Linked DNA regions of Mus musculus: region 1 is linked to region 2. A link is a contact called in public HiCAR-type data. All regions are on one chromosome and are shown on one strand. Each heading gives the region's core, a stretch centred on a gene start, on an enhancer-like site or on the middle of the called end of the contact. The rest is flanking DNA. Distances are from core to core; before and after follow the strand shown.

Region 1 (4,105 bases), core at 1,530-4,029, 520 kb before region 2:
GGAACTCCTAAGCCTGCTACTGGTCACAGTCGGCTAACTCTCTTAATTAGCACAGGACCATTGTATTGTATAAACGCCACCACTCTCTGCTCAGCAATGACTAACCGCTCCATTTCAGACTGTTTACTTAAGAGGGGGGCTTTCATCTACAATCAATGATTCTGGGCATTGAACCTACTTAATTCTGAGAGACAAAGAAGTCTAACGTGGGCCTGGTCCCCTATTCCTCCTCTTCGTCTCATCGGTCTCTCCTCCCCTTCCCAGCCACCAAATCTTTGTGCTGGGGGTGACTCGACACCAAATCTCATCTGGCCACCAATGTGTTCATGTCTCTCCTCTAAGTATATTTCCTCCCTGGAAAGTTAACTGTTGGCACTGGTGCTTTCTACCTCAGGCAGTCTATGTCAAGGAAAATGGAATGTCTCCTTCCTTAGGAAATTCAAACCCCAAACCACAGAACAAGACAGAAATCAGACTAAAGAAAGTGCTTGGGTTCCCAGATGTTGCTCACTCGATAGCTATCCTTTACTGCAGTGAAGCAAGAAGACACATAGGTGAGATCCAGTATCAGAGATTTTTCTCTTACAGGGCTAATGAAATGGTTCATCAGATAAAAACACACTCGTCTCGTCTTCAAGCCTAACTGAATTTAATCCCTGGGACCAACGTGGTGGAAGGAGGCAAGAGATTCTCAAGGAGGCAAGAGATTCTCCCAAATTGTCATTTGACCCTCACATGAATACCATCACACACACACACACACACACACACACACACACCACTATTTACACAGTAATGTTCAGAAAATGGGTAAAGGACAAGAGCATAGTTACAAAACCTTATCAACAACCAAGCATGCCTGCTTATCTGTTTATGACACACACAGTGCTACAGTTTTATTTTTAGGGAGACTGTTAGTTACCTGTTTGAGGAACCAGTGAGCCACATGTTATGGCTAAATTGGTTACTAGACTGCTATGTATCTGTTAAGGAAGGAAACCTGATTGCTTTTGAGGTGTGTGGAAAGTTAGAGGAAAAGGAGAACTCAGCAGTGATGCTGTGTACTGTGCACATGGGCCAGAGCTACATGGACAGAACCAAGAAAAGACTCCACTAGATAGATATACCTGGATGGCGAGTCTGATGGGACAGAGAATGGCTGTATTTCCTCCCCTTGAGAAACTTCAGAGATTGGGTGTGGTGCTGCACACTTGTATCCAAGCACTCAGGAAGCAAAGGCAGGAGAATCTTACAAGTTCAAGGCTGGCCTAACCTATGTAATGAGATCCTCCATCTCAAACAAGAATATATGTGTGTATATGTGTAATGGATGCTTGAGAGTGTTGTATTTGGGGGACTATAGAAGAGAGACCGAGTCTCACTTGGTTTGTGGCTGGACATCAGGACCCTTCTACTTAGACACCTGCTGAGTTTCAAATTCCAACCTACATCTCTCCTCATTTCTGTCTGGGCCTCCCCTCCCCACCCACCCGCCACCCCTGCCCCTTAAGTAAATGCACAGTGTGTATTTTTTCCTTTGAAATGTCTTCCCTGTATTCTAGTCATTTCTTCAAAGGTGACTTTCAATGTCATCTTCTTTCTGTCCCTTTTGCTCAGCAGTGACCACATTTCAGGGGCTCTGTTTAAGCTTCAAAGAGCGGCTGCCCCAACTCAGGTGGTCTCTTGTGTCCTTCCTTCCAGCTCTCTCCTATCCAGGAAGCCCTGCAGCCCTGAAGGAGGTCAATCCTGTATGCTCAACACCCAGGTCTGTGCCGGGAATTCAGAATTTTCAGTGTTTGTCCAATTGATTTATTATTAGGGCAGTAGAGACAAACGCTTTTCCAAAGACAATGATGGTTTAAAAACATACTCCAATCATCATTTCCCTATCCTATTTCATGCATGCTTCTTTGGAAATAGTGTGGTATTTTTTGCAGATGTTATCAGTGTTAGAAGGCACAGTGCCTTTAATTCTGGCCTGGGGTGTGACCAGCCTTCCAATCTCACCTAATCAGGGCATCTACTGTGGAATATCACCTCCAGGAATCCCAGTGGCTGCCTGGAAAAACCACTCTTCAAGTATCCCGTGCTCTTATTTTACCAGCATACGCAGATGAAACCATTAGAAATCTTCTTAAAACCTCAGTATGGAGGTGTGAATAAGGCCCTCGAGAGGACTCTAATAAATGCTGACAGTGGCCATGTCCTCAAGAAGGCAGAGCTAGACACTGTCCTCAAAACCTCCCTGGCTTCTCTCCATTCCTGAGCCAAACTCTGTGCTGGAGCTGTGTGCCAGTGCCTTGGAGGGACGGTGGCCTTGGGCATTTCTGGGTGCCTCCCCTTAGGCCCTCTTCTGCAGCCCTAGCCAGGGTGCCCGGGAGCTCAGTGGCGCGGCCCTGGCATGCTAAGTGGTTGCACTGGGACGCCTTTGTTTCTTAGGCCGGTTGTCCTCTGCATCCAAATGGGTCCTTTGCTCACCCGCTCCTCCGCGAGGGGACAGCGCCTCTCGGCGATGTGTCCCTGATACCTGGGGACCCTACTAGGGCGGATAGGGAGTGCGCCGAGGCCTCTAACCTGGGCACCTGCGCGGACCCGAGGAGGGTCCCGCTGCCCGCTGCCCGCTGCCCCAAGTCTCGCGGTGCTACGGCTCGGACCCGGGAGCCGCGGGCCCGGCACCCCAGCCGCACCACAAAGGCTGAACCCGGAGGAGGCCCGGGAAAGGAGGAGCGCGGGTGCGCGCAGAGGAACGGGGAGCGCGCGGGGCGCGGGGAGCAGCGCGGGCAGGAGCGCGGGGCGCTCTGAGAGCGCGGGAGCGCGGGGAGCACCGCCCGCACCTTCCTTTGTGTGGCGCGGCCGCGGCGGCGCTGGCCCGCGCCGGGTCCCCGTCCCCGCCCCCGCCCCCGCCCGGCGCTCCGGTCCCTTCCCGGCAAGATGGCAACCCCGGCCGCCGTCAACCCTCCGGGTGAGTAGCGGCCCAGCCTCTGGCCGAGCCTGAGACGCGCAGCCCCGGGGTGGGGAGTGGCCGCTGCCCGGCAGCATCAGCACCGGCCGTGGCATCCTCGTTCTCGAATGGTGCTCAACCTGGTCCTGACGGCGCCCGCCGCTGCTGCGTGTAACTAGATGCTCGCCCGCGGGCTCCAGAGCCACAGGGGCCAGCGGATGCCAGGTGTCGCGCTGAGCGAGAGAAAAGTTTGAAGCGGGGATTCAACAGGGCAGAACTCCTGGGACTCTTTCGCCTATCGGCCCCGCCTCCCCCACGCTGGTCTTTGGCGGGGTTTACACCTGGCCAGTGTATATGTCCCAGTCCTTTCTGGACAGGAAAAGCCTAACTGGTAATAATGGCCTTCAGCAGCCCTATCCCTCTCCGATTGTCTGATGTCGCTGAAGGTACAGCCTGTGACCCTTGGACTTATGCCGTCAGATTAGAAAAAAAATGGAAGGAGTTCAGGAATGAGTGGGAGTGTTAGGCTCCTGTTGAAATGTGGCGGGGGAGCCCTATTGTCATTGGCAAAGTTCCCTGTCTATCATGCAAGGCTGAGAGGATAGACATGTGACTGCCTTCCCGCTCCCAAGTTTTAGGTTTTGTGTTGTATGCTTTGGTTCTGGAGAATCATAGGTCCCTGTAGATTGAGGCAGGGACGGTCAAATAGCTTAGACCCCGGGAAAGCTCAGTGGAAGAGGTCTTGTGTTGGGTGTGGCCCCAGATCAGGTGGAGTGAACTACCAGAGTGCTTATGAAAGAAGAATGTCTTCAGAGTAAGTTATGAGTGGAAGATCCCCTTTGTCCATGTTGGTCGGGGAAGGTTGAGGGGACTCTGGACACTTTAGCCTGAACTTGTAGAAGATACAGTTTGAAAACGCAGACACACAGACTGAGAGGCATTACAGGCATAAGTCATGAAGTCATGATGGCCATGCTCTAAGCATACACTGGAAGCCAGTGAGTAAGGTGTGAGAGGAAACAGAGGGACCTGACATTGAGTTGCATGGATGTGGCTAGGTCCAAAGGGCCATGGAAGACATGGACTGTGGCTTCCTCTTCCTACATCAAAAGAGAGTTTTAAGTAGTACTGAACGGAGGAGCCACATGATCACTGCTTTCCTGT
Region 2 (3,801 bases), core at 118-2,617:
GCATTATTTACTAGAGTCCAAAAAGGACAGTTGGAAATTGAAAGGAGTCATACCCACTCAAATCTACTCCAAATTTTCTTTCCAGAATCTCACAGTGGAGCCCAAACCAGTTTGAAATTTACTATGTAGCCCAGGTTTAACTAAGGCTAGCCTCCTCCACTAGTCTCTTAAGTGCTGGAATTACAACCTTGCACTACCATGGCCCCACTACTCCAATTCTTCTGTTGGGTACAGAGAACAACAACAGGAGTCCCCCCTTTTTAAGTCAAATCCAACAGGTGGATATTTTAAATGTATGCCCAAAAGTCTTACCTCCTTCCAACAATATAGTTAGCCACAAGTTAAAAAAAAAATCAGCATTGGAAACAAACTCTGAAAAGTTCTCTGGCAGAGAACCTTACACAGTGAATATAGCTATGTGTGTGATTCCTTTCCATCAGCTGTGCCAATCAAATACGACAGTACAATCAAGGGCTGCAGTGTACTTTTGATCAGGAATCCCTCCTTAGAACCTTTTGCATACCCCAAATGCAATCAAGTAACAGACCAGAATTCGGCCTCTCACAAAACAAGTCCACTACTCCCATCAATGAAAAACCTGAGTTGCATATGAGATATGCCTTAGTTCCCTTTACCAGTAAAATAAACCCACCCAAGAAATTACAAAAGCCCCAGCAGGAATATACACCAAAAGAAGTCGGAAACCCTCTATATTTGGAAAGATCTCTATCAAAGCTAAAAAAAAGTTGAGAGACCACCTTTAGAACCCATTCACTCCAGAACAGGAGGAGGAAGGAGGGAATGCTCTTCAGGAGCGCTCGCTCCCTGTTCGCGGCTCACAAACCACCAAGATCAATGTAGAGACCCCTGCGACATAGCAAGGAAAGTAGGGCTTGACTGGTGAGAGTCCAAGTGCTGACTGGAGTGGCTGAGGAGCCATGATAGCGAAAGACACTGGGCGAGAGGCCTGAGCCGTGGTGGAATGAAGAGAGACGCGGGAGTCAACGGGTACTGGGAGACATTTCAAGAAAGACCCTCAGAGGGCAGCGAGCGGGATCAGGGGACAAAAGTCAGAAGGTCAAATGTCCGAGAGGGTAAGGGTTAGGAGAAAAGGGATCTGTATGGGAGATGCTCAGAAGTGTGCAGGCGACACAGACCTCCCACTGCTCCAGAAGTCGCGCCATGTCGGCATCGTTGTAATCGCGGATGTCCTTCTTTTTCCGTGGAGGTGGGGTGGCCTCGCCCGGAGTGTCCGCCGCGTAGGCATTAGGAGGAGGGAGCAACAGAAGGTCCGAGGCACACAGAAACAGTAGAACCGCGCGCAGCCACCTGGAGGCAGCCATGTTAGCAGCCTAGCGTAACGGACTGCCCAGCGTAAGGCACAATGAGCCTGCGCAGACAGCGTGCGGAGTCCGGACGCCGGGGCCTCGCCCCCACCCCGCCCCCGGCCTTCCAATCCAGTCCCTAAGCGTGTTCTGCGCAGAACTAAACCCAGTACTTGACCCCGTCCCACCCTCGCGGACTCAAGTCCCAATGGCTCCGCCTCCGAGGAGTCCGTAGCCTACCGCACCCCGCCTCGTTCTGGTTCCTCCTGTCCGGACCTCATCCGGTAGCTCCGACCCCCTTGGCTCCGCCCACAACTGCATTCCCTTGGGGCTCCCAACCTCAGGCTCCTCCCCGTCATCGAGCCTTTCACCACTTGACTCCACCCCTCAGCCACGGTCTCCTGACTCCGCCCCTAGGGTACCGCCTCCTCACCAGACTCCGCCCCATAGCTCTGGGAGCTCACCTGGCTGGGGACCAAGGGTTCTTCCTCCTGGTTCCTCCCCTTGCCAGGCTCCGCCCCGCGAGCTCCGCCCCTTGGCCTGGCCAAACAATCTACTCTAGCTGGGTCCTGCCCAACTGTGCTTTCTCCACTATTTGGGGGTTTTGTTAGAAGTCAGCCCTTTTGTCTCTCATTCTCTAGCCAGGGTCTGAAAGTTCCCTCAGGGTTTCAGTGACAGAGTCCTCGAAGCCTATGAAATGAATGAGTTGGAAGATATGCAAACTACCTTGACCCTGAGGCCCTTTTCAGGGTGTTGACATTCAACTACGCTCCCTAGTAATTTCTAGCAAGAACAAACCGCCTGCTGAAAAGCTAAGGACAGCTAGGGCAACTTTTCTCGAAGACTGTAATTATAGGGTCTATTGTTATTCTGCTCCACGGATGATTTTCGACCCACCATTCTTTCAATATCACTGTCAATTAAACTGGAAAAAAAAACCCATTTAATTGATAACCATTTTTATTGTTTAAAATAGTTCCTGTCTCTTCTGATTTTCATCTACCACTGTGGCTTTAACCTATAGGACAAAACCACCCTAATTTTATTTTCTATTTTACAAGATTTTGACCACTAAGATCTTCAAAATTAAAATACTTGGGGTCAGAGATACTTTAAAGTTTCCTAAGCTTTAAGTGGCAGATCTGATTTCTTTAAAATTTCAAATTATATCATAAGACATGAAACCTTGGTGTAGTTGGAAAATATTCAAAAACTATACCTTAAGTACTGACCCCAAAGTGCCACATAATGCATACAATTTATTTCTATATTTACAAATGTATCTCAAGAATGGGTTTTCAATGTTTATATCAGCATACTGTGTTAATTACTAAGCATACTTGGGTTCTTTTTTTTTTTTTTTTTTTTTTTTTTTTGGTTTTTGCGAGACAGGGTTTCTCTTTATAGCCCTGGCTGTCCTGGAACTCACTTTGTAGACCAGGCTGGCCTCAAACTCAGAAATCTGCCTGCCTCTGCCTCCTGAGTGCTGTGATTAAAGGCGTGCGCCACCACGCCTGGCCTTGGGTTCTTGAGTGTTTCATTCCTTTACTGTTTTTTAGTTTTTGGTTTTTTGCTTTGTGGGTGTTTTTTGTCTTGTTTGTTTTCTCAAGACTGGGTTTCCCTGGCTAACCTGGAACTCACTCTGTAAACCAAGCTGACCTAGAATTCAGAGGTCTGCCTGACTCTGCCTCCCAAGTGTTGGATTGGAGGCATGTGCCACCACAACCATTCTTCACTAGTACACCAGTGTTTTTGTTTTTTCTCTCATGGTCATTATTATATTACTATTTTCCCTGTCTTTTTCTCTATACTTTGGATGGATATCGTTAATAGGTTTCATATAGTGCAAATCCTTTACAAAATGTTTAAGTAAAAGTCTTTCTTATGACTGATACTTCTTTCTCAGAAGTGGGTGGAAATTGAGTGTTAAGAATGTCCTGGGTTCAGCTGGGCATGGTGGCACACGCCTTTAGTCCCAGCACTTGGGAGGAGGCCGAGGCAGGCGGATTTCTGAGTTCGAGGCCAGCCTGGTCTACAAAGTAAGTTCCAGGACAGCCAGGGCTACACAGAGAAACCCTGTCTCAAAAAAAAAAAAAAAAAAAAAAAAAAAAAAAGGAGTGTCCTACCTTATCCAGCCTTCTTTGTCATATGGCCCCATCACAAAGGTCTGGAGTTTCTATCCTCAAGGTCATCAAAAGTTCCAGGATGGCTATTGGTACTCCAACCATCAGATGGCATTCCAATCAAAGGAAATGGGAAATAAGTCAAGCTGAGGGACGAGCATCCTATTAGGGAATTGTGCACAGCCTTTCTGGTCTCATTGAGCTACCTCTCTGAGAGGGACTGGGAGTAATTATTTAGCTGTCTTTGCTACCATCTCAAATAAATTTAGGCTTGTTAGGAAAAGCATAAAGTGGAGGTTAAGAAAAGAGCTAACTAGCAACGTGAGCCTTATTGACCTTCACTCTAAGGTCAA

The links. HiCAR-type assays count read pairs that join an accessible place to other places.
Region 1: a contact with region 2 is called in a HiCAR-type map of astrocytes, with 2.9 times the contacts expected there. The contact joins the promoter of Arnt2 here to the promoter of Mesd in region 2. A contact is called at or near these places in 9 of 39 promoter capture datasets (the 3T3-L1 cell line, cranial neural crest, embryonic stem cells and 4 more), 1 of 484 Hi-C or Micro-C datasets (nephron progenitors) and 8 of 115 datasets of contacts at active chromatin or transcription factors (astrocytes, bone marrow-derived macrophages, embryonic forebrain and 3 more).

The regions. Positions count from the first base shown.
Region 1 is chr7:84,408,712-84,412,816 of GRCm38.p6, reverse strand. It overlaps Arnt2 (aryl hydrocarbon receptor nuclear translocator 2), which reads left to right and starts at 2,779. Exons shown (of 19, transcript NM_007488.3): 1 at 2,779-2,962. The coding sequence starts at 2,932.
Region 2 is chr7:83,889,832-83,893,632 of GRCm38.p6, reverse strand. It overlaps Mesd (mesoderm development LRP chaperone), which reads right to left and starts at 1,367. Exons shown (of 3, transcript NM_023403.4): 1 at 1,158-1,367. The coding sequence starts at 1,343.